3 separate regions of the Canis lupus genome follow, and regions 2 and 3 are each linked to region 1. The links are chromatin contacts, called in public Hi-C maps. All regions are on one chromosome and are shown on one strand. Each heading gives the region's core, a stretch centred on a gene start, on an enhancer-like site or on the middle of the called end of the contact. The rest is flanking DNA. Distances are from core to core; before and after follow the strand shown. Region 1 holds the start of HMGB1 (high mobility group box 1). Region 2 overlaps KATNAL1 (katanin p60 ATPase-containing subunit A-like 1). Region 3 holds the start of KATNAL1 (katanin p60 ATPase-containing subunit A-like 1).

What was found. Hi-C and Micro-C count contacts between places; a contact is called where the count stands out from the background.
Region 2: a Hi-C map of blood shows a contact between it and region 1, with 1.8 times the contacts expected there. The contact joins the enhancer-like site here to the promoter of HMGB1 in region 1. A contact is called at or near these places in 2 of 9 Hi-C or Micro-C datasets (amygdala and blood).
Region 3: a Hi-C map of blood shows a contact between it and region 1, with 6 times the contacts expected there. The contact joins the promoter of KATNAL1 here to the promoter of HMGB1 in region 1. A contact is called at or near these places in 3 of 9 Hi-C or Micro-C datasets (amygdala and blood).

The regions. Positions count from the first base shown.
Region 1 is chr25:9,606,481-9,610,253 of UU_Cfam_GSD_1.0, forward strand. HMGB1 (high mobility group box 1) reads left to right here and starts at 1,777. Exons shown (of 5, transcript NM_001002937.2): 1 at 1,777-1,930.
Region 2 is chr25:9,822,760-9,826,532 of UU_Cfam_GSD_1.0, forward strand. It overlaps KATNAL1 (katanin p60 ATPase-containing subunit A-like 1), which reads left to right. Exons shown (of 12, transcript XM_038573356.1): 7 at 2,679-2,837. Among named protein-coding and RNA genes, the nearest start is that of MIR8825, 26 kb to the right of the region's middle. Within about 2 kb of position 1,657, at least 2 of the 20 cell types and tissues checked have an H3K27ac peak or open chromatin away from gene starts, as enhancers often do. A contact at or near this core is called in blood, where this site is marked.
Region 3 is chr25:9,765,534-9,769,306 of UU_Cfam_GSD_1.0, forward strand. KATNAL1 (katanin p60 ATPase-containing subunit A-like 1) reads left to right here and starts at 1,803. Exons shown (of 12, transcript XM_038573356.1): 1 at 1,803-1,950. LOC102155683 (a long non-coding RNA gene) reads right to left here and starts at 1,692. Exons shown (of 3, transcript XR_005378406.1): 1 at 998-1,692; 2 at 1-121.

The DNA of each region.
Region 1 (3,773 bases), core at 527-3,026:
TTGTAATATAGGCCCTGAGAATGTGAAGCAGAATTGAAGTAAATGTCTAGATTTGAATAGAGCGCAAAACATAGGGAAAGTAGACAAGAGTAAATACATGTGAAGATAATAATATAAAAGCTACCTTGAGATGTTTACTTTTTAAATAGCGCTCATACGTTATACTAGTTTATATATCCTTTAATATTATACTCATTTTCATATGCATGTGCCATGTATTGTCCACTCAGTGAGACTATAATCCCTGAGACCAGTCATGTATTTTTTTAAAAAAAAAGGAGTAAGCATTAAAACCATAGGTCACGAAAGGTTATCTAAGCCTATTCTCAAACAGTTTAATAAATGGGAGCAAATACATTAGGTTATGGATGCTTTGAGTAGATACAAGAAATGAATTAACATAATAAAATGATTTGTTTTTAACTTTGATCTATTACATTGGGAGGAATTGGCTGGTGGATTTAGAAGTATTATAAACACACCATTAGAGAGTGAAAAAGGGGAAGTCTGTTATAACTGAACAGGGGTGTGGTCTGCTTAGGCTAAGGAGGAATAGATAATCGTTTCATAAAAGACCAATAGAACTATAGTCTTCAGAACTGACCATTATAGCTAGTACATTTTCTTTACAGACATAGTAAGTATGTCTATTAATACCAGCCAGCTTGGCGAGTTAGAGAAACCACAGCCTGTGGATTTGGGCATATGCACTCTCTGCCTGCATCTAATCCTCCGGGTAACAATATACGTACAACTGCTGTAATCCTAGAGCAGTTACATGGATGCACTAAGTGGTGTGATGGGAGAGAAAGATAGCATCACAAGGATTCGTTTGATTATAACAGTAATCCACACCAAGTCAAATAAAATAGCCAAACAGGCAAAAATGTGGTCTCTAATGAATTTGCTAATTCTAGCAGGCCCTCACAAACATTTCCTGCTAGAGTACCCCATATCAAAACGAAGTAGCTGTGCTTTAATTACATGGGATAATTATTTGATTTCCAGGAAGTTAAGACAGTGCTTTGTATTTAAATAAAAAGTTCTAGACATGCTGTGAAACTCGATCAAACCAAGAAAAAGAGTGAAACTGAATGCCTGTTCAGTGAGTCAAGATTTCAGCTGCTCAGCAAGCTTGACGTTACGGCTTATGAGCCCAGAAATGGGGTATTTTAAAACCGGCTGACTGGATCATGTCACTTTGCTGCAGGAAAAGCCCTACCTTTCCAGAGATCTCAAGTGTAATGCAACCATATGCTGTTGAGGGGCTCGAATCTTGGCTGCCTTTGCCCCTCTGCACTAGCCGATACCCCAATTTTCAGGGGACGTGATCTCAAACTGTCGCACTCACTTTTGAAGGTCTGTTAAAATTCTGGGGCCTCTTATTTCAATGGCTTTGGAAGTGAGTTTGGGGTAAGAAGGGGGGGGGAGGCCTGTGAGTGTCTCTTTTGCCTGAGGAGTTGGGGACACTTGTGGAAAAGTCAGGCACTTTTCGCTCCGGCGGCCGCTCCGGTGTGGGGCTGGCTTGGGTTAGACACATGCACACATACACCATAGAGCTCTGCTTTCCCGTAGCAGCTGCTGCCTCTGCCTCTGCCTCTCCCGCCTCAGCCTCTTTGCCCGGCATACACACACATTCAGATTTGCGCGCTGTTTCAATCCTTGATGACGTGTCCCCGGAGACAGCCAATAGCAAACGGGCTCTGGTCAGGACAATGGGAGGTATCGGGCCAATGAGCGAGCCCCGTGAGTTGGCGGTAGCCAATAGGAGCCGCGCTGGCTGGAGAGTAATGTTACAGAGCGGAGAGAGTGAGGAGGCTGCGTCTGGCTCCCGCTCTCACAGCCATTGCAGTACATTGAGCTCCATAGAGACAGCGCCGGGGCAAGTGAGAGCCAGACGGGCACTGGGCGACTCTGTGCCTCGCTGAGGGTGAGTCTGGGGCAGCGCCGCGGCGGGGAGAGCGCCTCCGGCAGCTCCCCACCCCGCGCGGTGGCCGGATCCCCGCGGCCGGGAGCCGGCGGGTCAGGATCCACACAAAGGCAAATGAGGGGGGACCGTGGGGGGAACTGCGCACGGAGCGAGCCTCTTCTCGGGCGCCGGGAGCCCTGCCCCGCGCCGGAACCCCGGCCCACAGGCTGCCTGAGGCGCTGCGAACCCCGAGCCCCGCGAGTTTCCACCCCCGGCGGCGTCCGCGCTGACTGGCGCAAAAAAAATTTTTTTTAATTAAAAAAAATTTTTTCAACGTGTTTTGGGCCCCCGGGCCGAGTGTTCGAGCGGCCGGCGTGCGCGGGGGGCGGCGGGCGGCGGGGCCGGCGGCGGGAGGGCAGGCGGGCGGGCGGACAGGCGGGCAGGCGGCGGCGCTTCCACGGGCTGCATTGGCCGCCGCAGAGAGCCGGGCGCCGGCGGCGAGCGCGGGCGGGCGGGCGGGCGCTGCGGGCGAGGCGGCGCGGTGGGCCGGGGGCGGCGGCGCGGGGCCGAGCCCGCCGGCCTGTGCCCGGGCGCGGCGGCGGCGGTGGCGGCGGCGGCGGCGGCGGCGGCGGCTCGGCGGCGGGGGGAGCGGCGCCGCTGCGCTCGCTGGAACATGGCTGACTCGGCCCGGCGCTGCTGGCTGGAGAGAAAACAAGGCGGGCGGGAGCGGGCGGGGGACCTGGGCGCAGCAGTTCCGAGGCAACTTTTTTTTCCTCTCTAACCAGCCCCGCGTTCTCCGTGCGGGGGCGGCCGGGGCGCGCGGGCCCACGCCGAGGGGGCCGGGGAGCGGCGGGCCGGTGGGCGCCTCCCGGGGCGGCCCCCTCCCCCGCGGGCCGGGAGGGGGAGGGTCCGGGCCCGCGCGCCCCCCGCCCCCCCCCCCCCGGCTGTAATGGCCGAGTGTGTGCGCCAGAGCGCGGCGCGCACCCCGCCCGCCTGCGCTCACACTCACACACTCGCTCACACACACACACACACACACACACACACACACACACACACACACACACACACACACACACACAAAGGGAAGGAGCCATATTCTCGCTCGCGCTCGCCCTCGCGGCGGCGGCGGCGGCGCAGGCGGGGAAGACGCGCAGCGGCCATTCCGTGCGCGGCGGCCCCGGCGGCCGCGGGCGGAGCCAGCCCCCATTTCGAGCGGGGCTTCTCCCTCCGCCGAGCTGACAAAATGGGGGAGGCCTGCGGGGCCTGCGCCGGCGGGCAGACGGGCGGGCGCACGTGGCGGGGCCGGCGCGGGCGGCCCGAGGCCTGGAGGCTGGGCCGCGGCCCCGCGGCGGCTCGGCCGCGCCGCCGCCACCGAAGTTCGGGGGGTGGGGGCCGAGTGGCGGGAAGGTGTGCGGCGCCCGCCTCGAGCGGCGCCCCGACTTCCACAGATTATTAAAAAAATACTCCCCTGGTGGCTGGGGGGGGGCAGGCAGAGCAGCGAGCAGGAGTGGCTTTTGTCCCTCATCCTTGTTTACTCGAAGAAACTTCAGACCGGACGTGTTTAGTCAGAACTGAAATACATCTCGGGGCCAAACCGATAGGAAACGAGGCTGCCTCGCGGTGGCAGCCGCACAAATACCGCCGCCACCCCCCGGCCTGGGTCCGAGCCGGAGCTTCCTACGCCTCCCTCCTCCCAGCAAAGTTTTGTGCAGAGAGTATTTTTAAAAGTCCCTATTGGGAAAACTTCAGGTAGACGGTGACTTAGGCCCATGATTTGGAAAAAGTCTACCCACAGAGCCCCTGTCCATGTGTATTCCTTCTGTGATGCAGATCCTCGAGCCGGCAGCGTTAGTTTTGTGGT
Region 2 (3,773 bases), core at 407-2,906, 220 kb after region 1:
TGGAAATTCTGAGGATTTATAGTTTTCTTCCCAGGAACTGGGGAAAAAGACCAGTCAAATTCTTTATTATATAAGGTGCATACACTATGAATTGGTACTGAAAATTGGGAAGAGGGGCAGATTTAAATAGAAACAAAATATGTTTAGGTAAATAGTAAGTAATTGGAAACAGGTCTGGAGCTTAGAACAGAGTTTGAATTTAAATTAAAATTGTGATAATATGGGTGTGGATGAGATTGTTTAAGGAAGTCTATAAAGGAAAAAGAGCAAACGGTTTGGAATTGCTTCAAGAATATAAAGGGCAGGGGAGGAGGAAACCTGAAAGGCAGTGAAGAGAGTCATGAGTAGGAGGAGCATCAGGGAAGAACAGTGTCATAGAACTAACATAGGGAGGAAGCACTTCAGGAAGAAGGGAATGAACATCAGGTAACAGCACCAGCAGAGGTCAGGGAGAAGGAAAGAAGATATGGGATGAAAAGTGACCACTGGATTAGTAAATTAGGTAGTTTTAATGAATTAGTGGAGGCAGAACTCAGATTGTAGCTCAAAAAGAAAAACTAGTAAGCATGAAATTTTTAAAGAAGGTTGGCTGAGAAGGTAAAAAGTGGATAGTATAAAGGGGATTCGTAGGGTTGAGCAAAGGATTTTTTTTTTTTTTTTTTTAAACAGGACAGATTTAAGTATGTTTATATACTGGGGGAAAGAGCCAATAGAGAAGGAGATATAGGAAATAGAGGAGATAATTGAAAGAATAATTCATGAGGAGCTGAAATTTATAAATATTGTACTGTGTGATTCTATCTATGTACAGAGACTGATGTTGGAAATTAACTCCTATTGGAGGTGCCCACATGAAAGACATTACAGGAACAGAGAGGGCATTCAAAGGGGACATTAGAGAAATAATGAATTTTGCTATAGCTGTGCTTATACTATTAGTTGTTTTTAGTTTTCAAAATCCATCTCAGTTATAAGCTCCTTGCAGAGCAAAAAAACAGTTACTAAAGTAGTGTTTCAAATCTTCTTTCTGGGTGTCAGAATTCTATAGGTAGTGTAAACCTTAAAAATAAAGCTGTCATCACGCTCCCTGCATGGAGCCTCCTTCTCCCTCTGCCTATGTCTCTGCCTCTCTATGTGTGTGTCTCTCATGAATAAATAAAAAATCTTAAAACAAAACAAAACGGGACGCTGGACGCCTGGGTGGCTTAGCGGTTGAGCGTCTGCCTTTGGCTCAGGATCTAGTCCCACATTGGGCTTCCCGTATGGAGCCTGCTTCTCCCTCTGCCTATGTCTCTGCCTCTCTCTCTCTCTGTGTCTCATGAATAAATAAAATCTTAAAAAAAAAAAGCTGTCAGTTATTTTATCAGCAAAAAATGGGCTTATTTGAGAATAGCAGAGAATTACAATTTGGGACAAACAAGCTATAGCGATAGCCAAGTCTGGAGAACAGAGGAGAGGAAAACTCTTTTTTATAGAGAAAAGGGAAAATTGGGAGGTTGTTAGTAAAAGCCTATTTGAGTAAAGTGTGAGGTTACAGTGTAATGGTTTTTCATTGGCTGGGTTATGACACTCTTTCATTGACTAGGCTGTTGCCAGGGGGAGGGTAGGGGGTGGCGATAGTAGCTAACACAGCATAGACTTGCAAGATAGGTCTCTTCCAGTTGGGTCTGCAATTGACTAAGAGTTGTAGAGCATGAGAGCTCCCCCTTCTGGCTTCGTAGCTCTATTTTAAAGGAGTCTTCCATTAATTTTCACACTAGAAAAGGGTTTGGACAGTTTCTGAATTTGTGAAACTTTATATGTGCATAATTTTCAAAATTTAAATCTCCAGAAACATATTAAATAAATAGGACAGAATTCTTCTTAAGATTACCAACTATTATACAAAAGAAATGTGATGTTCACTGGGTATCTGAACTCCCATTGAAAGTGTGAGAAGAAAATCCAGTATTCTTCAATAGTAGAGGATTGGTGTTATTGAATAATTTTTACTTCTAGTTGATTTATTTTTACAGAAGCATTTTTGTTTGTTTTCAAAGATGGTAAGTAAAATTTAGTTTTTAGTCTATATTTAGTGACTCTTTCATTACTAACACTGTTTTATATGAACTATTAATTGTCTAGCACATTAATCTGATAAAATGCTAGCTAAATTGATTATTCTTGAATTGCCACTGGATTTTAGTTACCTTCTTAACTAATAAGTGATCTCTACTTTGTTTAAAAACTGTGTATTATGTTTTGTGGAAGACAGGTTTTGTCTCTTTGAAGGGCAAGGAATGTATAATTCTACTAGATGTGGTAGGAAATGTCTTAATTTCATTATGTTTAAACAGAGCAGTCACTCTTAAGCCATGCTCAAGACTATACATACTTACCTTCTTCCAGGTAGAAAATTGGGTAGGTTCTTTTTAAATATATCAGAAGATTTCTTACTGTCTGGGCCTTTTGTTAGCCCATCCCTGAGTACCTCTCATTTGAGGTATTTTGTGAAATCAGTCTGCATTTTTTTTTAATCTGTGAAATGATACTCATGTCAAATGCACCATGAGTGACATGGTGACAGTTGAGTTTCTTTTTTCATGGGGAAATTTTTAATGTACATCAATAGCTGATGATATTTTATAAGAATACATTTTAATTTGATAAAACATTTAATACAGATTTTGAAATTTCAGGGTGTACTGATGGTTGGACCCCCGGGCACTGGTAAGACTATGCTAGCTAAAGCTGTTGCCACTGAATGTGGCACAACATTCTTCAATGTTTCATCTTCTACACTGACATCTAAATATAGAGGTGAATCTGAGAAGTTAGTCCGTCTGTTGTTTGAAATGGTGAGTGATGATATATTCAGATTTCAAAGTACTGTTTCTGTAGGCGAATGATATCCCTTTTATATCCATTTACCTAGGGATCTGTTTTTTGTTTTTTTTTTTAAGATTTTATTTATTTATTCATGAGACACACACACACACACACACACACAGAGGCAGAGACACAGGCAGAGGGAGAAGCAGGCTCCATGCAGGGAGCCTAATGTGGGACTCGATCCTGGGACTCCAGGATCATGCCCTGAGCCAAAGGCAGACGCTCAACTGCTAAGCCACCCAGGTGTCCTGGGATCTGTTTTTAAAAGGACTAATGGAGTTGTAGTTGAACAGTTCTTGACACATGAGTAAGGTATAAGGTGGTGGCTTTTTTGGAGGGTTGATGTGTCTTCAGTGTTTCTTCCTCTCTGAGATAAGGGCAGCTTATCCAGTGAGGGTGGAAGACACTTTGGAAGTAATATGTATGGTTTGATATTTCAGGATTTCTAATGAGCTGGTTGAGCTGAGTATATTTTAGTATATATTTTAAAAATCAGAAATTAGGCACCTGGGTGGCTCAGATGGTTAAGCATCTGTCTTTGGCTCAGGTCATGATCCCTGGGTCCTGGGATCGAGTCACATATCAGGCTCCCGGCTCAGTGGGGAGCCTGCTTCTCCCTCTCCCTCCTGCTTATGTTCTCTCTCTCAGTCTCTGTCTCAAATGAATAAACAAAATCTTTAAAAAAATATATAAAAATCAGAAATTGACCTATCGTTAAAGTTTTCCTTTTTCATTAGGGACTTGCAGTAGTTATTTAAGAATATGTATTTGAAGATGGAGATTGATAATTTATCTTTAAGAAGATTTATATTAGGAAATTTTCAAACACAAAAGTAGAAATAATAGTACTATGAATCCCCATGTATCTGTCATCCACCTTCACCAACCATCTAACTTTTATT
Region 3 (3,773 bases), core at 553-3,052, 160 kb after region 1:
GGTTGGTGGATACCAATGCCATTAGGATACCGAGGTCCTTCCAAGACCAGGGAATTCTAACTTTAGGTTATCTGCATCCTTCATTTAAAACCCTTCAGCTGCTCCAAACCTTCAGCGGAACCTGTTATACAAATGACCAACCAAAGAAAAGGGCTTGATTTCCAAACTGTGTCAGCAGGAGAGAAAAGCGCTGCAGAAGGTGAGATGTGAGAGAGTCCATGTGTTCAGAGAGAGCAAGAACTCAGCCAGAAGTGACCCTGAGATTCTAAAACCCCCAGGGATTGTACCATCTTGGAGAGAACATTGGCCTTTCCACACGAGGTGGGAAAGGGACTTGAGTCAATTTTAACAAAATTTCTGTGGACAAGGTGACCCCGACTGAGAACTGGATGACATGCACAGTAAGCAGCTTGCTATTTTCAATCATAATTTCTCAAGAGACATTTATTGGTAGAAAATGACAGGGTAATTCTGCCGCCCCCCTTCCTCCGTTTATTTAAATTACTAGGTCTCATTTTCCTCATCTGCAAAGTCTGGAGATTGGACAGAGACCATCTCCGTGGTTTCTATTAGAGTCTACAGCTCTAATAACGATGTTACAGATGCAGAGAACAGACTGGTGGTTGCCAGATGTGGGGATTGGGAGTAGTGGGTGAGGAGGGTGGTCGAAGGGTACAAATTTCCTATTGTAAAATAAGTCAGTCCTGGGGATGTAAGGTACAGCCTGGTGACCAAAGTTAACAACACTGTATTGTATATTTGTAAGTTGCTAAGACTGATCTTGAATTATTTTTATGTTTTTTTTTTTTTTTTTGAGGTACATTCACCTACAGTGAAATGTGCAGATTTTACGGGTACTATTCCATGAGTTTTGACAAAGGCATATGCCTCTGTAACCCGAAGCCTAAGGAAGAGACAGAGCTTCTCCATCACTAGAGAATTCCGTCTTCAGCCGCACCCCAGCCTCCCCTCCGGCCACCCCTCTTCTGACTCTTACCACGAAGGGTTAAATAAGATTTAAACATTGTTAAATGCCAGTCTTTGTTTCACAGTGGTCCATCGGTATCGACGCCCTGATTTCTCCAAGGCACTGGGCACTAGACATCGTCTCCATTTTGCAGAGTAAGGCGTTCCGCATCCGGGAGTGAACTGCCCCCGGGGATCCGCTGCCCCGGGTAGGGGCAGGGCGGGAACCGAGAAGCGGTTCTGCGGTTTCTACGGTTTCTACGGCCCCGGCCCCGCACCTCTGAGAAGGCTGCTGCAGAGTCCACAAACCATCACCTCAGGAATAGCATACGCCTCAAACGTTCAGCCCAAATCGGCGCCTCTTAGGCGTTCTCAGACCTCAACAATCCGAAAGGCCGTACGCTCTACACCTTACTAAGGGACTCCTCTCCACCCTGCTCCTCCGAAAGCGGCAGAGGGTGTGCAACACTGCAAATGGGATTTTGCTGGTGGAAAGGCCAAAGGGGGACGGGCCGGCCCGGGCCCGACGACCTTTACGGAGCCCGGCGGCGAGACGCCCGGCGCTGCCTCCTCCGGCGCCACAGCTACCGTCTCAGAATAGAGCGGCACCGAGGCGCTCCGCCGACCGCAGCGGACCAGCGTCCGGCCGAGGGATTGGCCGCGGCCGCGGCAGGGCTCGTCGGGCAGTCCCCGAGCTCGATCAGCCGCGCGTCCTCCTCCAGGTCACCGCCCGCCCCTCTCCGCCTCACCCTTGCGCCGCCCTTCCCCCGCACCCGGGCGGGGTTCTCAGGCTCCTCCCCCGAGTTGACTGTGAGCCTCTGTGCTCCCCCCACCGCTCGCCTCGCGGCTGCCATGGCAACCGTACGCCGCCGCCGCCGCCTCTTCACGCACGTCGGGAACTAACGGACTCGGCGGCCGCAGAGGCCTGTGCCCTTCCCCCAACCGGGCCGCATCACCAACCGGCGGCCGAGCTGCGGCACCTAGGTAATGAATCCGAGGGAGAGGGGCGCAAGCAGGAGAGCAGGTGGGGGGGTATCCAGGCTGACAGCCCCACCCAGTGTCCCGCCGCCTAGGCGGTGCGGCGGCGCGGCGGTCGGGGCGCCGGCAGGGGAGGTGGAGAACAGTGGGAGCTCGAGGCTCGCGGGGCATTATGGGGATCGTAGTTTAGCGGCCCCGCAGGCTTGCGGCCGTGGCGGCGTGGCCTGGACCGGCGAACTACAAAGCCCGGCGGCCCTGGCTGCTGGGAAAGACCGATAAACTTTGAGCCTACCGGGCCAGAGAAAATCTGTGTCTTTGTGGTGCTGGGGCTCTTGGGTGGTCGCCGAACTGCGCTCTGCGCTGGGAAAGGGAAGTGGAGGTGAGACTTGGGCTTCCCGTCCTGCCGTTTGGCCCGCCCCGGTTAACAGCGCTCAGCCCCACCCCGACTGGGCTGGGCCACCGCCCCCGGTAGTCTCGGTGATGAGCAGCCGCCCCAGCTGCAGGGCCTCGGGCCTGCGGCGCCTCTGACCCTCCCAGGTTGCTGCTGCCGCTCGGTGCCGAACCGTATGTATGGCACACATTTGATGGGAGACCGAGAAACGGTTTTTTTTAACAGGCCTTTCTCCTTTCCCTAATACGTTTATTTTTAGATATTTAATCATGTTTATTCTGAAGTAGCTCGGAGGTGTTTGCATATTAAAGCCATTAATAATTACTCAGAGGGCATTAATATTTAAAGGTCAAGTGTAGAAGTAGAGACCATGCTATTATATAGTAATACCTTAAAAAAAAACCGTTCTGCCTTTTGCGTTTTATTTATTGAGGGTCAATATTGTAAAATGAGCCCCCCTCACCCCTACTTAATACTAGCTTGAACATTACCTACACATATTTGAAGATTAATTTAGCTTTAAATTACTAGTGATTTTTAAAGCACAGACTGGTCTTTTTTTTTTTTTTTTTTTAAAGCAGTGAGTAGTAGTAATTATTTTCTTTGATTATTTTAATGTTCTTTAGAATTTCTCGGTAGCATGTTTTCAGAATGAAAAATGCCGTGTTCTACTTAAAAAAAAACAAAAAACAAAAAACTCTGCAATACACCTTAGTCCTTAGAGTTGGCTCAGGCCTTGGTGGTAAGGAAGCCCACCAGATTTAAAAAACCTGCCTTGATTATCTTTTAAAATTTTTTCAACAGGTAGATAACGATCCTAGAAATTTGGTATTTTATAGAGTATGTGGAAAAAATTGATAGTAGAGTGGTCTTATTTTGTGTGTTTTACATCATTTTTTTAAAAAAGAATTTATTAGCACAAGCAGAGGGAGCAGCTGAGGGACAGGGAGAAGGAGGCTCCCAGCTTAGCAGAGCTTCTTGATTCCCAAGACCCTGAGATCATGACCTGAGCCAAAGGCAGACACTTGACCAACTGTGTTTTATTTATTTATTTATTTTTAAACTTAAAAAAAAAAAAATTAGTTTTGAGAGAGAACAAGTGGGAAGGGGCAAGGGCAGAGGAGGAAACAAACTTTCCACTGAGCAGCAGGGAGTCTGATGCAGGACTGATCCCAGGACCCTGGGAGCATGACTTGAGCCAAAGGCAGATGCTTAACTGACTGAGTCACCCAGCTCCCCAGACTGTGTTTTAAACAAGAAAATAACACAGCGCCCCTACAAAATTCCCTTTTTCTCAAAATAAGACTGGCTTGTAAATTTTACTTAAAGTACCAATTTTTTACAAGGATATGGAAAGTAAATTTTGTAAGACCATTATAAAAAAATTGAGGCCTTATTAGGGGTTGGAAGCATTTTATTTGTTTATTCAAGATTTGTT